Regions from separate parts of the Ovis aries genome. Here region 2 is linked to region 1. Evidence: chromatin contacts called from public Hi-C data. All regions are on one chromosome and are shown on one strand. The core of a region is the stretch at or near the end of the contact, and the rest is flanking DNA. Distances in the headings are between cores, read along the strand shown.

What was found. A called contact is a pair of places that touch in the nucleus more often than the background predicts.
Region 2: a contact with region 1 is called in a Hi-C map of hypothalamus, with 5 times the contacts expected there. The contact joins the enhancer-like site here to the promoter of SUDS3 in region 1. A contact is called at or near these places in 4 of 16 Hi-C or Micro-C datasets (hypothalamus, liver, muscle and 1 more).

The regions. Positions count from the first base shown.
Region 1 is chr17:56,896,894-56,900,236 of ARS-UI_Ramb_v3.0, forward strand. SUDS3 (SDS3 homolog, SIN3A corepressor complex component) reads right to left here and starts at 1,829. Exons shown (of 12, transcript XM_015101645.3): 1 at 1,551-1,829. The coding sequence starts at 1,692.
Region 2 is chr17:57,323,339-57,326,681 of ARS-UI_Ramb_v3.0, forward strand. The region is part of intron 1 of KSR2 (kinase suppressor of ras 2); the gene reads left to right. Among named protein-coding and RNA genes, the nearest start is that of KSR2, 80 kb to the left of the region's middle. Within about 2 kb of position 1,608, at least 6 of the 54 cell types and tissues checked have an H3K27ac peak or open chromatin away from gene starts, as enhancers often do. A contact at or near this core is called in hypothalamus, where this site is marked.

The sequences.
Region 1 (3,343 bases), core at 579-3,078:
ACCCTGAGTAGTACCTGTCTGCCACTCACAGTGAGATGATTAATAAAACATACTCCTGATTCCACACAGCTGCTCTAGCTTTTGCTCCACCATGCTATTTTGAGCCAGACCAGTCCACCCAAATGTTTCTCTTTATCTCTCTTCTTTCTTCTCTCTTGTCCTTTCAAAACTTCTTCACCTTTCTCCTCCTGCGGCCAGCTCCTTCCTCAGTTCCTCAAAAAGTGTTCCTCACACTTGCCAAACTTCAGTAATGATAATATAGACTGTGGGACTGAAAAAATAACACCTGAGCTGCTGCTGCTGCTGCTGCTGCTGCTGCTATGTCGGTTCAGTCGTGTCCGACTCTGTGCAATCCCACAGAGCCCACCAGGCTCCGCCATGGGTTGCCATTTCCTTCTCCAATGCATGAAAGTGAAAAGTGAAAGTGAAGTCACTCAGTCGTGTCTGACTCTTAGCGACCCCACGGACTGCAGCCTACCAGGCTCCTGCGTCCATGGGATTCTCCAGGCAAGAATACTGGAGTGGGTTGCCATTGCCTTCTCCAACACCTGAGCATCATTAAGCAAATCCGTACCTTCTGCTCCCTGAGCGTGTTTCCCCAATGGTAAACACTGAGTATTTTTATCAAGGACCAGTTCACATCCTTTAAGCCAGTGTGTGTGCTTAGTTGCCAAGTCCTCGCTGGCTCTTTTTGCGACCCCATGGACTGTAGTCCACCAGGCTCCTCTGTCCATGGGATTTCCCAGGCAAGCAAAATGGAGCGGTTGCCATTTCCTTCTTCAGGGGATTATCCCCACCCAGGGATCGAACCCGTGTCTCCTTCTGTATTGGTAGGGGGATTCTTTACAACTGAGCCACTAGGGAAGATCTGCTTTAGGCCTGAAGCTCATTTAATCCTGGCACCTACGCCAGGAAGCAGGTACTACTGCGAGCCCCACTGCTGTTAGAGAAACTGAGACTCACAAGCTTAAGTAAATTGCCTGATATCATTAAGCTGGGTTCATTGAGCCAAATTTAGATCTAATTCGATCTGGTGGATCTCAGGTCTCCTTTCAACCAACCTGTGAGCGGGGCTGCCTTAAGCATTTTCCGGGGGGGCGGGGGGCGCGTGGGGGGCGCGTGGGGGGCGCGTGGGGACACTTTGGTAACTAAGAAGCTAAACTGGGCTTTTGCTCAGATCCTCTCAGGAACTAAAAGGCGAGGAGTGCTCAATAGACCCAATGAATGGCGGCTTTCACTCCGACCGGTGAAAAGCTGAAGTTCAGAGACAGCTGGGAGGAGACGAGCAGAACCTTAAAGGGACCTACAAGCTCTGATAACAGCTCCTTAAGACCCTTCTCCGCGTTAACTGTCGGCAACCAAGTCCTCAGAGGTTCCCCCTTCCCCAACACAGGTCGGGGGAACTTCCGGGAGCCGCGCTCCTCCGGGAGGCCCCTCCAGCCGACCCCCAAGGCCCAGAAGTTGTCCCCGCCCCGCCCCCAGACAGCCCCACCCCTTCCCGCAGCCGTCCCACCCCGGCCCGGGGCTGCCCAGCCGGCGGGAAGACGGACCTTCGTCCGACTCGCGGCCCCGGCAGCTGCGCTCGTCATCCTCGGCGCTCTCCAGTTCTTCGTCCTCCTCCGGGTAGTACTCCGGGGCCGGCGGCGCTCCAGCCGGGGCCGGAGCAGGCGCCAAAAGCCCCGCAGCACTCATGTCGCCTCCGCCCGAAGCTGAGCGTGCCCCCCGGGAACCACAGCCACCCGCCCTCCAGGCTCTACGTCCGCGTCGCAGCGCCTGAGGGAGCCGCCGACTCCCAGAGCCGGAGCGCCGGCGACCCCTTCCCCGTCTTCGCCAAGCCCCGCCCCGCGCGCCCGCTCTCGGCAACGGGGGCCTCGCGCCTGCGGCAACTTCCGGGTCGCGAGCTGCCTGACGACCGCCTGACTCCGCCATCCTAGAGGGAGTGGCGAGGCTGCCGGTCGCCCTCTTCGCCTTAACGCCATCTCCTTCATCGCCGTCTTTAAAATCCTCGACGGGTAGAGGGGAGGGGCACAGACAGGCTCTCGAGTTAGGCAAATTCTTGGGCAGGCCGGACCGCGGCTAGGACCCTAACGCTCAGAGGCACCTACGGAAACAGCCACCAGGCGGCGCCTGGAGCCAAAACCAGAGATGCTTTTTTAGGGACTTGGGAGGCAAAGGGTTCCCAGGGCTCTCCTACGTAGGTGGAGGTGGGCCTCTTACTTAAACAGGTGAATGGTATGAACCATCCTGTTTATAGGTCGGGAAACCTAGACATTTAGAGTTTGAGTGATCATCCGGAAGAAAAGGAGCCCAGCTCCTCGTCTGACTGCTTAGAGCTTTTGAAGAACTAAAATGAAAACGAAGATGCCATGCTGGAGCCAGCAAAACTGTATCTTCCCAGTCGGTGGGAGGACTTTCCGCTTGTGTAGGTTTGCTCAGTACGGTATTATCTCGATTTTACAGATAAAAGAGCTGTCAGTTTCCTTAAAAAAAAAAGGTAACGGCCAGCCTGCTTTGTTTAGATTGTCACCCCTAGGTCCTCTCCGGTACAGCTGCCTTATATTTCTCAGAATATAAATTTTTTAAAAGGTTGTTTTTCCCAATCCAGTAACTTGCTAACCAACTCTCAACTGAGCAAGTGGAACATGTGCCTGCAGAAAATTAATTAAACACAGGTAAGGAAGGCGCTAGCTGGTAACTTGGAAAAAAGAGTTTAATATCTGTATGAATTCATTTGTGTGATTACTCTGAGTAGAAGGGGACATGGTATTATAAGCTTTACTTAATGAACAAATTGAGGATGTCCCTCATCCAGGTGTGTGTAGTAAGAAAAGGGGTAAAAGGGCCCAGAGATGTTTAACGGTTTGTCCAGAGTAACACTATTCTTCATGTTGCACCCAAATCATAGGGCTTCCTTGGTGGCTCAGTAGTAAAGAAACCATCTGCCAATGCAGGAGACTCGAGTTAGACCCTTGGGTCAGGAAGATTTCCTGGTGAAGGATATGGCAGTCCACTCCAATATTCTTGCCTAGGAAGTCACATGGTCAGAGGAGCCTGGCAGGCTACAGTCCAGGGAGTCTCAAATCAGTCAGACACAACTGAGTAACTAAACAAGTCTCCATAAGAAATAATAATGTACAAGCAGTAAAGTTGAACACAGATGTAAAAGCCAGGATGGAACCCAATATCAGATCCTTTGTGACCAAATTTATCTCTAAATTGGTCCCCATAGGGACTTTTCAAAAAGAAAAATTTATTTCTCATCCCATTTAACATTTCTTATTTTATGCTTTGTTGTAAATAAAATCTTGGCTTTACTTCTGACGGATTCTTCCTCCCAACAAAA
Region 2 (3,343 bases), core at 358-2,857, 430 kb after region 1:
AAGAAGAAAAGCCACCCCCCACCCCCGTTCTCAGGAGTATTTGATTCTGCACGTGTGGGTTGGGGGGAGCAGGGGCTCAGCCTGTGTGCTCTTAACAAGCTCCCCTAAGGGAGCTAAAGGTCGACATATTTAAAGTGTGGAATGGAAATAAGGAACAGACCAGGCTTTCAGCCCCTTCTTGTTATCTCTCTGACCTTAGGCAAATTATACCATCACTCTGTACCTCCATTTTCTCATCTTAAAAATGAAATTAGGGAATGCCCTGGCAGTCCAGTGGTGAGGGCCCAATGCTTCTATTGCAGAGGGGCATGAGTTTGATCCTCAGTTGGGGAACCAAGATCCTACAAGCAGCACAGCCAAAAAAAAAAAATATAAAAATGGGGAATGATAAAGTTCTTGGCTCTTAGGGTACATATGACAATCAAATAACATGAATGAAGCATTTAGCGCAGTGTCTGATACATGGTAGGTAGCTCAGTTAAACTTAGCTATGATTATGAATATATTATTGCATAATAGATCATTGATAAGAGCATCATTCTTAACACAACTAAAGCAGTAGGCATAGGGCTGGCGTATAAAAAGTATCAACAAATGTCAGTTTTATTATTATAGATATATATGCTGTATACTAGAGATATTGCTATGTTTAAAATTATCTTATGTATTATAGATTTAGAATTAGATGGTAAAGAATCTGCCTGCAATGCAGGAGACCCTGGTTCGATCCCTGGGTCAGGAAGATCCCCTGCAGAAGGGAATGGCAACTTACTCCAGTATTCCTCCCAGAGAAATCCCACCGACAGAGCAGCCTGGTGGGCCACAGTCCATACAGTGCAAAGAGTCGGACATGACTGAGTGACAAACACTTTATCACTATCTATGATATATATAAGAATATGAATATGTATTAGGCAAATAAATTATATATAATATACAATCCACAATAACATAATACATGTATTTACATATAATAAACTGTGTATGTTATGTAGTATAGCAAAATATATTGTCATGGCAAAAATATTAAAATTGTAATTTACCATTACGTGAGGCAGTGACCAGTGGGGCCGGCATCTAAGTAAGTGCTCATTAAATGTATGAAGCCTTTTTTTCCGTAGAGTTTGTAATATTCATTAGCAGTAAGACTATAGAGAAAAGGAAAAGCCACCAGGAACATTGAGGACTTTAACCCAAGGCAGCGGGCAGTTGTGGGCAGAGGGAGCCAGAGCTGGACTGGTGCCTGAGGTTGGCCTCGGCCAGAGGAACCCTGTTTTAATTGGGATCCGGTTTGGAGAAGGCAATGGCACCCCACTCCAGTACTCTTGCCTGGAAAATCCCATGGACAGAGGAGCCTGGTGGGCTGCTGTCTATGGGGTCGCACAGAGTCGGACACGACTGAGCGACTTCACTTTCACTTTGGCAGAGGAGGAAGGGCGCGTCTCCCAGGCCTCCAGCCCTCAGTACCGGATTTGCCTGCGGATGCAAATGGCCGGTTACTTGAGACGTTTAGCGAGTCAAATAATTCTCTTCTGTTGTCAGCTGGTCCCCCCAGCGCCGGGGATGTTATGACAATGGTCGCCCTGGCAACCGCGGGAAGGCGTTGGGCCGCCGGGGCTATTGCTTTACCCTCGGAGAGCCTGGGTGGCAAAGCCAGGGCCTGGTTGGCCTGGCTCTGAACGTGCAGCGCCCGCTGGAAAAGCAGTTGAGATTTCTGGATAGAGGCTTCGGCACTTACCCCCACCCGCCTCCTCGCCAATGATGCTAGTTCATAGAACGACCAAGAAAAATGTCTTGTATTGCCAGGCACTGATCTGAAAGCTGGGAGGAAAGACGGGCAAAAGCCAGTGCTCTTTTGAGCTGATACTCCGATGGGTGTGTGAGATGATGAGGTGGGGTGAGGGGGGTGGGGGTGGGGGGGTAACCATGGAAACCAATAAACAGGATAATTTGTGGGATAGCATGAGTGCTCCTGAGGAAAAAAACAGGGTGCTGTGATGGTGACATCGGGGGATGGTTGGGAGGGGATGACACCCAGAGGACAGGAAAATGCCATTTATGTCTAACGCCAAAGGAAAAGAAGTCTGGGCGGTGGGAAGACATGAATCGTTCGGATTTAGTGCTTTGAGCTCCTCACAGCTAGCCGGTTACTGTTAAAGAGAAGGCAGGAATGCGGGTGGCTGCTGACGGGCAGCCCTGAGGGGGTACAATGGGCTCTGGAGCCTGCCTGTTCATTCGTGTGATGTTAAGGCCAGTTATAGCTCTCCTCAGCCTCAGTTTCCTCATGTGTAAAATGGGCATGTGAACCATGAGGTTCACACGAGATGCTCTGTGAAAACCCACGTAGATCCTCGTTCTGTATTGCACTCCTTTCCAGTGCCCCCAGACTCTGCTTTAGTTTTTTTTGTTTTTGTTTTTGTTGTTTGTTTTAATTGTGCTTTTTAAAACCATCTGAGTGGTGAAGGTTTTGAACTCCAGCAAACCAAACCCCAGGGGCTTGCTCATGGGTCTCTGGGTTTATCTTGGTTTAGATTCTGAGTGAAAAGTACCCATTTTCACATTAGAGATTTCAGACATGATTATTTATAGCTCTGTCACATGTCTTGACTTTAAACTTTTTTTTGTTGTTTATGCTGCTAAATTTATCATCATGCTAATACCGAGTACTGTAATAAGGCATGGAAGATGCTGAAATCCAGGAAGGTCTGAGAAATTATTCCATCTATTGTGGACAGTGCCAGGCTGCCCCCTGGTGGGAAGCTGGGGAAACACACATCTCCGTTCCTACTCTTCCCAAGTCCTGTGATCCTTCTGACCTCAGGCCCGCAGAGACCTGATTTTGTATCCGACAGTACAGGGGCCAAAGGTGGTGGGCTCAGTTTGGATGTGCTGTTTCCAGATACCCAATGCTTCTCACTTAAAGATGGGATTTCTTTGGACGTTTTGCAGTTCAGCTCTGCATGGACTTAAATTGAGGGTGACCTAAAAAGAAATCAGGACACCTGGCATGGTGAGGACAGACCAAGGCCCTTTTCTAATCGTATTTCACAACCTCGACGTCAGGTGATTTGAACCTTCTGCTTTGGTGTGGAGAGTTATGGTGAAGAGGGAGCCGAACTGGAAATTAGCTCCCGAGTTCAAATCCTGACCCTTCTGCTTCTTTAGTGATGGGCTTTGACATAGTTCCCAAGCTTCAGAGCATCAGTTTCACCGTTTGTAGAATTTTGTTAATAAAAGCCCAACACCTGCTTCAGGACTGTCATGATGCTCTTATAAGGCAGTATCTTTAGAATCATTTTGGAAAATAGTTTAGTTAGTGGTGTAGGGAGATTGAGATCAATCC